Linked DNA regions of Zea mays: region 2 is linked to region 1. Evidence: chromatin contacts called from public Hi-C data. All regions are on one chromosome and are shown on one strand. Each heading gives the region's core, a stretch centred on a gene start, on an enhancer-like site or on the middle of the called end of the contact. The rest is flanking DNA. Distances are from core to core; before and after follow the strand shown.

Region 1 (6,810 bases), core at 1,483-3,982:
TTACTCAATATTGTGAACCTTGATTGAATGTTAGCTAGATATGAATGTTAAGATTAGTCAAGCTTCCGTTTGATTCTCATAGAAACATATATGGACCAACATCATTATGGTCAAACCAATTTACGATTCCTTACATCCTATTCATTTTGGCTTGACACTTCCTCTCATTTACTTCAATCTCTATCAACAAAGATCACTCATCCTTGTATTACTTCTATCTGGCTTGACTGGTCACTTGACTAAGTGCAAGTACTTGCTTCTCCATTTAACCAAGCATTTCTTAAGTCATATCTCTTTAGTGTACATCGAATCCTTTAATAACTGATTATCTAATAGATGGTCTTTTGTCTTTTGATCTTCATGAAATATCCCATCTCCATATATCCAAATGACCTTGACTATGGGATATCACCATCATTGCTTAATGTTGATCCTTTATACTTTTCTATCATGAGAAATCCGTGTATATGAGACATTTTCATATTAAACTTTGCCTCTTGACTATTTTGAATCATGATTGCTTCTTTAACTTTCCTGTTCAACACTTAGCAAACTAGACAATTATTTAATTGTGTTGTTATCCAAATCACCAAAACCCACAAGAGGGCTAGATGCACTCTTACTATGCAATGCTCGGTGGAGCCCCATACACTTTGGTGCTATGAAGCAATTGTTCACAAAAGTCCAATGACCATGTAGCTAAAACCTTAGCTAAAATCGTTCCGCTGTATGGTCCTACACATGTCGTCGGACTAGTCCGACACATCCTTGAAACTCACGAGTCTGATCACATAAACCACCAGACCCATTGTATTGTCGAACTACTATGGTCTAATAACCATGTATCATAGATGCCTCAAAAAACCTTTTAACTTGTTCATTTTTGAAACTTTAGAATTAGGTTTTGATCCTTACTAGTTTTGGGCATCTACTAAGCCACCTATAGCAAAAGAGAACTAGTGTGCACCACACTAAACTCATTAGACTTGTATAGATCGAGCTACTGGTTCACAAACCCATTTATAGTATGGTTAAAGAAACAACAAAGTCTTAAACTACTCTAAGTGTCTATCAACACTTAGAACTAGTCTACCATTAACCTTGCCCTTCGTCCTTTCTAAAACCCGCAAACAAATTCCATAAGCAGGGGCATATGAACCATACATTGCCCAAAACACCGTTCATTATTGTGACCTAACTCAAATTTACCTCTAAAAACACAATTAGTCACAATAATGTTATTTATTAATCACCAAAACACTTAAGGCTTATATGCTAGGACGTGGCTAGAAAAAAGTTTAGAAGGGAATGAATTAAATCATTACAAAAATATAATCTCACTAAACCACTCACATTAGACATATATAATAGTTTGAAATAATATTATATTAAAAAAATTGAAGTAGTGTTATATTAAAATGTCGATAAACGATAAAAACCATAAAATACACATGAGACCATACTATGTATGTTTTAAATTTTAGTGAGGGTTGGATCCCCACCCCGTCCCATCATTAGATCCATCATTACCTATATGCTTTCAGATGGGTCTTAGTTGATCGAATCTAAGGTCCGATTAATGTAACTTCTCTCTCACTTGCACTATAAAAAGAGAGGGTAGTGTTAGGGGCCTTATATATTAGGATCTAAGGGATTTAGTTGAATTCACTCCACACGGAGGGTAAGACATGTATGTGGATTACAACCTAAGAGGTTATAATTTCCACCAAAACCAAGAGGTAAAAAAGAAGTTAGAAGGTCATGACGTTGAGTTGTGTTATAAGCTTATAATATTCTTCGTATTGTGGTTTATCAATCGATGGATAACAAAAGAATATATGGTATTACACATCCTGTGGTCCAAATATCCCTAAACTATTCGTGCCTGCCCAGATTCAACACATCGCTCTCCGATGCCCTCACTCTCTTGGAAGCTCTTCTTTTTAAGTACTTTACTTATGCCGTATGTGCCCACAATGATAAAAATCTAGATAATTTCTCTTATTCGTCAAGAAGTGGAAATGTGGAATGCATTATCATCTCATCTGGGTGAAAATTGCTGAATTCAAAACCCCTTGGGAGTTGAGAACATGGATGGTTTCGTTGCTCAATGGGCAACTTTACATGAGCGTGGACTTTGAAAAGTCACGTGAAGCAAGAACTTTCCGTATCTTGGCCCCTAAGCAGGGTTCTGCTCCTAGCTAGCTTTAGGATTAGTTTTCTCAACTACTCATGTCTCTTGACTCTTGCATACATCCTATTTATTTTTCCGAGAAAAAGAAGTTTCCTCAAATTTTATTTCTTGTGTTGATCGTTTCGTAGCAGTAAAACCACTCGCATAAAGTCCTTGGAAAAATAGTAAACGAAACAGCGTAGCGTGGTGGATGGTAAAAGAAAAGTAAAACTTTGCGCCCGCCTATACAAAACCGGGAGCGACGGGACGACCATGTCGGTGAGAAGAGAATATTCCACAGCCAGTCGGTCCAAGCTGGACAGCAGGAGGACAGACAGGCAGCCCGCAGCCGCCGCCGCCGCAGCCCGTTCCGTTCTCCTCGCTCTCTTTTCACTTGCCAACGCCAACGCCAACTGCTTCTTGTGCAATTGGGTGTGCTTGCTACTGCTCGCTCCCCCCGCGGCCGCCCTCGCTTGCTCCGGGCGCCACCGTGGGGTCCTCCCCCCCTGCTCTCCCACACCCACCCTGTCCTTGTCGTCCGCTCTGCGCAACCAAACCGGCGAAACCGCCCCCCTTTCACTCCCCCTCCTCCTCCAGATCCATCCGCCTCTCCTCGAAACCGTCTCTCTGTGCGTCCGGAGTCCGGGGAGAGGGTGGCGGCGGTGGAGATGGAGAGCCTGGCGCAGCGCGCGGCGCTGCTGCGGGAGTCGCTGCAGAAGAGCCAGCAGGTCACCGACGCCGTCGTCTCCATACTCGGCTCCTTCGACAGCCGCCTCACCGCGCTCGACTCCGCCATGCGCCCCATCCAGGTGCGCCTCCTCACCCACTCGTTCGCTCGGCGCCGCCTTCGTCTCTCTTGATCTTACTGCTAGGGCTCCCCGCGTCACTGCCTCTGGATTGGTGCTCTGATGCTGCTGCTGCTTCTGCCGTTGCTTCGTCTGGGCGCAGGTGAGGACGCACGCCGTTCGGACCGCGCACGAGAACATCGACCGCACGCTGCGCTCCGCGGATGTGATCCTCACCCAGTTCGACAGGACCCGAGAGGTGCTTCCTCCTAACTTCACTCCTCCCATGCTCGTCGATTGAGTTTCACGCTATGTGCATCCCCGCGTACTTGCAAGTCGGACCTGCAGTTTAATCTAGCCTACAACAACAGTTGGGAGCGAATTTGGACATTGGTTGTATTATTAGATGCGATGAGAGCCGTAAAAGTTAGTTTATGAACTTGGTCAGTAGCCCCTCCATTGTGAAAGCATATTTGTGTTGAAATGAAACAACAACCAACCAACCTTTGCAAAATTTGACCGACAATCACTACATTAGATACATGTTTATTGCGTGAAAGTTGCAACATATTGGAATTACTTTTAAGATTATGTTCGTTTTTGTAATAATTGACAATGCACCGTAGGAGAAATCTATGGTCAAAATATACTATGGAAGACTTTCTCATCCTACAGTATGACGTAAATTTATGGGCTGAGTGAGTAACACAGATTAAACCATTATTGCATTTATCATAAAAAAATGCTATTAAGCCATCAAATTTGTACCAACTTTGCAAAGCAGTGGTGAGAAGCAATGATCCAACATGCTTGTTCGAGACCCTGTTGATCACCTAAATGGCAATCTAAAAAATTAATGGATGTAGTATTTTATCTATCTATTTATTTATTTATTTTGTGATGGGTTGTTTTGTTTGTGAGCATGTCCTTTACTTCACTTGTTATATGTACAGGCAGAGCGTGAAATACAGAAGGGGCCGCATGAGAACCTTCAAGGTTTCCTAGATGCAGTTGATCGCTTGAGAAGTATTGAGCGTTTCTTTAGTTCAAATCGGAGTTACCGTAGTAGCGATGGGGTGCTCAACCACGTAAACGCGCTCCTTTCTAAGGCCCTTGTCAGGATGGAGGGTGAATTCCAGAATCAATTATCCCAGCGCAGGTTTGTGTCTCATTATTAATTCGTAATTGATCATTTTGCTATCTAAAACACACCTAATCCTTGCGCTGTGCACCCTCCTAACTGATTTCAGCAAACCGATGGAGCCTGATCGTCTTTTTGATTGTCTTCCAAGTACACTTCGACCATCGTCTGAATCTCAGCCCGAAGGTGGGAAAAACCCATCCGAGAATCAGCAAAACCCAGAGGCTGTTGTATATAGTCCTCCTGCTCTTATTGAGCCAAAGTTTGTTCCACTACTCTCTAAATTAGCACAACAGTTGGTTCAAGCTGGATGCCAACAGCAATGCTCAGAAATATATAGGTACAATGATTTACACTGATAGTTTTGCACTTTCTATTGTTATCGGCATGCAAAAAACTTTTCTCGTTTCTGTGTGCCCCTGTTGTGTCTGCTAAGACTCTAAGAGATGCAGTACAGTTGTACCTGATGGAGTGACTTAGTGAAGCATATTCTCTTTTATGTGCAGTGAAGCTCGTTCTTCAGCTTTAGAATCAAGTCTGAAGAACTTGGGCGTTGAAAAACTTAGCAAAGATGAAGTGCAGAAAATGCCGTGGGAAATTTTGGAGTCTAAAATAGGGAATTGGATTCATTTCATGCGAATTGCTGTAAGTAATTTCCCTCCCTCCCTCAGGTCTTCTGTTATGGTATAGCATTGCTCTGGTGACATTTGCCTCTGCTTGAGACAGGTTAAACTTCTTTTTGCTGGGGAGCGCCAACTTTGCGACCAAGTTTTTGAGTGCAGTCAATCGTTGAGGGATAAGTGCTTTGCTGCAATAACAAAGAACAGTTTGGCTACACTACTCAGTTTTGGAGAGGCTATTGCTATGAGTAAACGATCACCAGAGAAACTCTTTGTTCTGTTAGACATGTACGAGATAATGTGCGAGCTTCAAACAGAGGTAAATATCTGATTCTGTCATAGCTACAGTGGCGTATTTCAGTTGCCAACCATTTCTCTTTAGTGCACATCGATATCAGCACACTTTGCATGCTTCCCTTATAGTCAACGTCCATTTGGGCTAAACTGAGTGTTAAAATCCTTTAGCCGTCCCTAAAATTTTTGGTTATCAGAAATCCTGCAGTTCCTGTTAGTGTTTGGCCCACTTGTATCGATGACATTGCATCTGACTTGTAAAACACTGCTACATATTTTTTTTCTCGAACAACACAGGCTGTGTGTCATTTCATTAAGACAGTAAAACAAATCCAAAGAGAGGTTCAGAAACCTCTCGAGCACATCATGTAGATTAACACCACAAACCCAAAAATACACTGCAAGGCTAACAGTCGATGACCAACTACAGCCTGGGGACAGCAGTCCTCACTCCTCAGGAGGAGCTCCTGTAGGCCAGTAGCCCCTGCCTGAGAACACAAAGGGCCTTCCCCTGCTACCGAGAGAAGAATAATCTGAACATCAAGGGCGACACCCCTCAAAAACACAAGCGTTTCTAAGCTTACAAAGCTCACAGGAGACCAACATAACTGGAGAATTGAAGCCTTTACGAAGATCAGGAGAGCTCTAGTGGTCTGCCTCCACCAAGAAATAAAGGGACTAGAGGAATTAGGCTGCTGCACGGCAGCTAAATTGAGATTTCTGAAAACCTAAGCCCAGGCCTCTCTGGATAGCACACAAGAGGTGAGTATATGGTTAATTGTTTCCTCTAATTGGTCACAAAAAGGGCATGCTGGTTGATGTGGCAGGCCACGTTTAGCTAGGCGGTCAGATGTCCAATAGCGGTTGTTAACAGCCAACCACATGGAAAATTTGCAATTTGAGGGAACCCAACAATTCCTGATCCTCTTCCAAGGGGAGAACTTAATGGACCTTGAGAACATTGTAAGATAGGGCAACTTGCTGCTATATAGGCCCTGTTTGGCACAACTTATTTTCAGCTTCTTCACAAATTTAAGCTGAAGTCCTGCCAAACAGGCAGCTTCTGCAGCAGCTTATCAGTTCAGCTGCTTCTCAAAATGAACTAAGGTAGTGTTTGGTTGAGGAGCCAAGTAGAACGGAGCCGTTCCATCCCTGATTCTAGGAACGGAGCCGCTCTGTTCTGTGTTTGGTAATCTGGAACGGAGCGGTTCTGTTTTTTGTTTGGTTGCAGAGTGAACGGAACGGAGCGTGACTGTGAGAGCGGGATTGGAACGGAGCGGCTCCGTTCCATTGATTTTTTGGAGCGGAATGGTTCCGGATCTGAGGAGAATATTCCCTAATTGGAGCCATTCCGTTCTAGTTACTTTGTAACCAAACAACAACAAAACTGGAACAGAACGGTTCCGTTCTACTTGGCTCTCCAACCAAACACTACCTAAAAGCAGCCAACAAGCAGAAGCTGCTTTTTACCAGCTTATCAGATAAGCTGCTTTTTCAACAAGCAGCAGCTGTCCCAAACAGGGTCATAGGCTGGAGGAAGATAACTTCCAACAACGCTGATCTGGGATGTCCGGCTGTAAATCAGTTCTGTCCACCAGATCCCAGATGATGAGGTACTCAAGAAGAACCTGCAGAGTTAGCGCTCCCTTAATATCTGAAACCCAACATCTGTTGCTGATTGCCTGGCTAACTGTACGCCTTTTCACAATCCTGGGAGGGATATCACTTTGAGGAGGTTAGGGGCTAAGGGGGTGTTTGAATGCACTAGAGATAATAGTTAGTTGGCTAAAAATTGCT
Region 2 (6,810 bases), core at 1,701-4,200, 140 kb before region 1:
GGGACCTCTGAGCAAAGACATCCTCCGCGAGGGCATGGCGCTGGCCGGACTACCCGGGGGCAAGGTGGTGGCCAACGCCAGGAATATTTCAATTTAGTTGATCCAATGTTAGGAAAGAATGTGTGTATTAAGGCCAGCGAATTTGGCGATGTTGATTTGGGTCCCTGTCGAGTTTTGACGGGGGCTGTTAGTGGTAGTCGTGCTTCAGATTGTGTTGAGTCTGCCCTTGGGCTACTTAGCGAGGTCGGGAGCTTGATCATGTTGTGTGAATATAGGGAGGCTGGTCTTATACCGAAGGAGGAGCCCCGAGTCCTTGATTGTGGGTCCTGGCGAATATGTAATGGTGACATCGTCAATGCTGAGAATGGTGTTTGTACTAATAATGTACTCTAGCAATGTTGGCGGTTGTCTCCGATCGACAGAAATAAAAATGAAATGTTGCCCTCTCCCCTTTACCAACGGGGGATAGGTGGCGGCCTTAGGATGGACCTTTTATTCGTGGGTGCCCCCGCGCCACAGGTGTATGTTACCACGATTTGTTTTATTGTGCTCTTGAAGGGCTTCGCACCTCTGGTTGTCTTGAACGGTATTTTGGTTTAATCAGGGGTCGCCTGTGGGCATATGTGGAGGCGTCTTCGTCATAATTTAATTTAGTGTTGTGTGCATTTGCTAAGATTTTACTTTATACTGGCGGCACCCTGAGGCATTGTTTGCACCTGGAGGCGGCTTTTGCGCTTGGAGACGTCTTTGCCTAGATTTTATTTTAATCTGGCGCCGCCCTGAGACGGTTTTGCACCCGAAGGCTGTTTTTGCGTCTAGAGGCGTCTTCGTCTAGATTTTATTTTAAAATGGTGCCGCCCTGAGACGGTTTTGCACCTAGAGGTGGCTTTTGTGCTCAGAGGCATCTTCGCCTAGATTTTATTTTAGCCTGGCGCCGCCCCGAGACGATTTTGATTTTGCACCCGGAGGTGGCTTTTGAGCCCAGAGGCGTGCATTTTAATGCCAAACGTTTGTGGAACCAGGAAAGGAGCAAATTATGTATGTATGTGTAGATCTAGGTGACCGCTATTGTGAGCTTGTGTTTAACAATGGTCACCACCCAAAAAAACGGTTCTAACTCGCTGCTTTCTAGACATGTGAAGTATGTTGTTCGCACTACGTTTGCTTTTGCAGCGACTCACCTAACGCATATAGGGCCAGTTTGGTTCCTGACGCGAGGCGCCGCGCCTAAGTCGCGGCGGCCAATTCGGCCGCCACAATTGCGGCAGCAAAAGTGTAGCGGGAGGTGGCAGTTTAGGCGTAATACCAAACAGCCCCATAATGTTGGTTTGGTTGGTCGCGAAATATTGCAGCGCTATGTAGTGTAGGACCTATTGACCGCCACAACAGCAATTTTAAATTAGTTTGCCATCTCTTGTGATTTAGCCGTCTTAGATTTATCCTAATTCAATCACTATCAACTTTAACCGACAACATAAAAGTATCATGACTAGCATAATATGTAATTCCTGTAGTTTAAAACAATTATATATATATATTATTGGCCAAAGTTTAAATAGTTTGACTTAAGATAAATCTAAAACGACGACTAATTCACGTGGTTGGATAGAGTAGTACTTAATAAGAAAGCAAGAGCTATAGTGCATTCCAACTTCTGAGAATTAAACATTAAGCACATAGACGGACTTGTTGTGGATATTCAAAGCTAGCAGCTAACAAAATCACCCGCTGCGAATTGGTGGAGAGCGGCACATACGCAGTCAAGTCAACTGGCAAAAGCACCAAAAGATTGAGAATCTCCTAGGATGCACAACTACTGTGCAGTTTTCTACACCAAGTTGCTGAGCATGACAACCAACTCCTCCATAACAGAGGGGCAGCTTCTGCTCAGATGCTCAAAGCCGTCAGTGGCGGCGACTGCCCTCAAATTTGCAGGAGAGCTGAGAAAATGGAAGCAGACCTTCTTCAGTGCATGGCAGCGGTGTTGCTCAGCGAGCGCCAGGATGGTTGCTATCGTGCCCACATGGATGCACTCACACAGCTTCTTTTCACATAGCAATTTCAGCCTCTCCAAGTTGTATTTGTCCGCAGCGACCAGTAGGTGCTGACACAAAACGTCTTCATCGTCTCCGTCTTCACCTTGTTTCATCGTCTCTGTCTCTAACAAGTCGGTGTAAAGGAAGTAGAGCAATGCCTTGAACACCAGAGGTTCCATGTCCTCTATGCGCACCACGCCTCCGGTGTGGCCCCCCTCTTCCATCGCACCAAAGAGATCTGCACTGAAGACAGGCGAACGGGCTGCGAGCACGCACCGGTGTGCGGCGAACGTCTCACCGGCGACGTCGAACACCACATCGGCGCCCTTCTCGGTCAGCAGGAGAATGCCGAGATGCTGGTGCAGGTCAGATGGGGGCACGGAAACCATAGCAGCCGCAGCAGTGGCTACCACGCGGACTTCGTTGGTGGGCACGACCACATCGCACCGAATGGAAAAAGAATCGTCTAGGAGATGCTTCGACTCTTCCAAATCTTTCCTTTTGATGAACTCGGGGCGCCCCCAATTGTTGTCAATATTATCAAAGCTATGCAGTCCTCCCAGTATCAACGGCTGCTCCGCCACGTCACCGACGAAACGGAACTTGAACCGCGCCTTCACTGTCTCAGCGACCCAGTCGTGGAGATAGAGAGAAAGCGAGACGTACTCTTTGGTCTCCGAGCTCCTGCCGTTGGGGTAGTAGCGAATGTGCCAGCGATGGCCGCCCACGGTGAACGGGAGGGACGCGATGTACTCTCCTGTGGGGGTCCCCATGGTGTGGGAGTAGCCATCGATCCTGAGGATGTGGTACCCACTCGCGACAGTGGCGACGATGGCCGAGGCAGACCAGGACGGCTTGCCGCCGCCAGCCATGACAATCCCTCCCTGCATTTTGGACTCCATTTTGGAGTAGGGTTTGGCACGAACTGGCGGCGCGGAAACTGGAAAGGGAAGGCAAAACGAAAAAGGAGCTGGCCATGGGTCGTCGCCGGTGTTGGGCTCCTTTTTTCTAGCCCGATTTACAGAGTTCCCAAAAACACAACCCAGTTTGTATTATTGGGCCGAAATATGGGCCACGTCGATCAGGCTCACCACGTCCTCTGTTTCGTCCAGATGGTCTGTTTGATTAGAGTGACTAGTATTTAGTCTCATTTAGTCTTTTTTTTTTACCGAACGAAAAAACACCAAAGTACAGCCTTGCGAGTATACATACTATAGAATATAGAATACTATGGCAGGCCTCTATTTCGGCCTACAGACAAAAAAATTCCGGTCATTTGAATCGGCATGTCCACTGGTTGTATCTAATTTTCTACGTCATTTTGTGTCCGATCAAAACCGCTGCCGCGTCAGCTACATCATACACTACACCCACGATTCTACTATCCCCATGATTGACTGAGAATGTCAAGTAACCCTAATTAGGATTATATAGATAAATACCGAATTTGTCTCTGATAGGTATCACGTCTTTATATAAGGTGCCCATTCATAAGAGACTGATAAAAAAGATGTCAGAGACATAACCCTACATCTCGTGTCTCATGTGTTCCTTTGTTTTGCTTCTGGAAGGAAGACAGGTCTTTAACATCTTCTCGCGCCTAAACTGCTGATAGGAGGAAAGGGAGCAGGTCTAGTGATCTGTGGTAACATAGTTATTCAAACATTATTAGCACGATCTACATCGATGTTGCTGCGGGATCAGATCTACATCAACTATTCGTCAACCCGGCACACGCCTGTTGCGCTTATTACGAAAGCTTGCTATGATGTTGTAGGTCTGATGGCTGCACATGCGTTGACACTAGATATGCTAGAGTTTGTACTCGCGTGGATTGTGGTGGGTTGTTCCCTGAAGTCACATTATGTGCAACATTCGTAAACAATTTTTTGGCTCTATATTTTATTTGATTGTGTTGACTGGCATCAATATTATATCAAGCTCTAAATAAATCTAGGAAATTAAATTAAAATAAATGAAACACATATAAGTTAATACTCAGCTCTTTCCTCGTGCATAAAGTTTTATCCGAAATAACCCGAAGATATAAAATATAATGCATGAAAGCCCCTTTGGCATAGAAGATATCACAACATGGGATTATGTTAGTCATTAAATAGACCTTACCAATTGAATAAAGGCTAGAAATCTCAGCCATACATTGCTCAACCAAATGTTGACACATTGTTATTTGTCGCTGAACGACATGAAGCGAACTTTGAGATAAATGGCTAGTACCCTAGCAACACGAAGTTGCGAGTACATAGATAGGTTACTAAGAAAATTTTCACTATATTGGTCTGAAAAACCATTGTGTGTTCTTATTGAACCACTTTAATCGTCCTATATAGGACATCCATGCTTGTGTTGCATATATCTCTCAGAATTGTAAATACTCATAGTCGCTGTCACACCTAGTTTTAGAAGATAAACCGAATGTGAATCATGTACGTGCCAGGATTAAAAATTCATGTACACGGCGATTACATAACTGACTCATCAGAACATAATGCTTCAAATAACAATAAAGAGTAAGTAAAATATTAAAGACTAGAGTCATTTACATAATATGAATCAAAGTGCACATAATAGAAATGTAGCCAACGTAAACAAACCCACCACAGGCAGCTAACTAGAGGAGATCGCTAACCTAATCCTCGAACTCGTCGAAGACCTGGAACTCCTGAAGATCTGCCCGATGCCTTCTTCTCCTTCTTTACCTGAGCATAGGTTGCCCTAAAGCAACCTAGTGTTTTGTGAAAGCAAGGATAAGTACACATCAACGTACTCAGCAAATGTCTCGTTTGGCTGAGGTGGACTAGCTTTATGTGGGGTTAGGGTCAAAGCAGTTGCTTTTAGTTCGTCACGTATTTATTATTAGTAGAAGCCAAGTTTTAGAAATAACCAACTCGTGAATCATTTCCTCGTCGAGGAACATCATTATCATCATCAAACCAAAACCATAAATAGAACCATAGCATCTTAGATCATTTGTATCTCTAATCAAAAAGAATCCCAAGGCCGCTCTTAATCGTGAGCACGACTGATATATCAGATTCATTCCTCTGCGGAGGTTGTAGACTTAACCCACGAGTCGTGATTCCCTTTCTGACTGGAGAGCGTTACTCCCCATTGACCACTACCTAGGTGGCCTGGCAGGGTATCACTACGTAGCCTTTACAAAGATTTCCCTGGTGTGCAGTTGCTCATTAGGTTTCACCAGTAGTACAAACACAGTACTCCTCACTAAGGTGGGTGACTAACAAAACCAAATCGAATGAACCTCGGCACCCACCCTTAGCAGAGCAAGCACTATGTCCCGTCCCCCATTGATGGCCCTCCAGCAAAGCCAACTACACCTGCAAGTTCATCAAATTAATTAGCTAAGGGCGTCCCATACCACCCTTATGGCTGCATTGTTTTTCCAGGTGGTCTCTCAACGAACAGATCCTTATGGAGAGGTGCTCAGGAAACAGCCTGAGTCCCCTAAAGTAACACAAGCTCATCGTCATAATCAAGATATCATCAACATATCATAAATGTTCTCATCATGATTGATTAGAGTAAAGCAATAGCATAATACTAATCATAGTAGCCGATTTCCAAATGGTAAACAAGGACAGGAAAACAGAATACTAGTCAATCCTCAGGTTGTTCATGTTATGTGGGGCAATGAATTATAAAGTGAATGAGATATAATTGGTCAGAGGACACTTGCCTTCACCAAACAGATGCTCAGGGCCTTCAACCTTGTAGAACTCGAAGAACCTGACCACTTGATCGCTGAAGCTTGACCGTCGATTCCTCGAAGCTCGGAAACGAATCATGATCTAATCGCAACGCGAAGCGAAGACGAACAGGCACAAGCAAACAAACATATATGTGCATAAGAACATTACACCATTCAAAGAAAAACATAATAAAACATGCAAAAATAGAGCTCGCTACTATGGTCACACGACGAAAAGAAACATGAGGTCGGAGCTACGGTCGAGAAGTTATTGCGTTTACGCTAAACAAGTACTAGTTAAAACATTTGATTCGATGTAATTATATTAATTGATATTTATGAAATATAAATTAAAACTACTTAGTTTTGACTAACCTACTATTTTAATTGTGGATGATTAAATAAATAACTAATTAAGTGACACGAGTGATTATAAGCAAATGATTTAATCTCGTGCAGATAAAGCGTGATACACACGAACGGCGCGCGACCACGCGTGCGAACAGGACGCGCGACACTCGTGAACGACACGCGACGACGCGCGCAAAACAGCACTGCGGCAAGCGCTCGGTACGCGCACGACATGCAGACCAACACGATACGCGAAACCTAATAAATAAATAGCATGATTAATCTAAACAATTATTAATAAAGAATATTTCAGTTAAAGTTAATCATGTTGGTGACTAATTATAAATGCGCAAATCGAATTCCTAAATTAGATTTTAAAATTGAAACGATGTTTGATTAGCCATCGGTAAACAAATGTTGAAATAAATTAAATTAAATATGCAACCGTAGGAAAAAATACTTCTAACATGAAGATAATTTTAATACGAATCTAACCAACTTGAATGGATCGAATCGGGTTTAAAACGCAAAAGTTATCACTATTTTAAACTAGAGTGAAATTCGTGCGTACGAAACACGGACTGGATTACGAAACTGTCATCCTCTTCTTCACGTCTTCTTCCTCCCATCCATGGAAGAGAGGGGGGAAGGGGGAAGGGGAGGGGGCTGCGCGCGTAGGGAGGGCCACCGGGC

What was found. Hi-C and Micro-C count contacts between places; a contact is called where the count stands out from the background.
Region 2: a Hi-C map of leaf shows a contact between it and region 1, with 5 times the contacts expected there. The contact joins the promoter of LOC100193156 here to the promoter of LOC100501891 in region 1. A contact is called at or near these places in 7 of 25 Hi-C or Micro-C datasets (bundle sheath, ear, endosperm and 3 more) and 1 of 3 datasets of contacts at active chromatin or transcription factors (leaf).

Annotation. Positions count from the first base shown.
Region 1 is chr2:103,357-110,166 of Zm-B73-REFERENCE-NAM-5.0, reverse strand. LOC100501891 reads left to right here and starts at 2,732. Exons shown (of 12, transcript NM_001196530.2): 1 at 2,732-2,982; 2 at 3,122-3,217; 3 at 3,912-4,117; 4 at 4,209-4,439; 5 at 4,606-4,744; 6 at 4,826-5,038. The coding sequence starts at 2,842.
Region 2 is chr2:245,443-252,252 of Zm-B73-REFERENCE-NAM-5.0, reverse strand. LOC100193156 (Speckle-type POZ protein) reads right to left here and starts at 2,950. Exons shown (of 1, transcript NM_001138313.1): 1 at 1,641-2,950. The coding sequence starts at 2,938. The coding sequence ends at 1,829.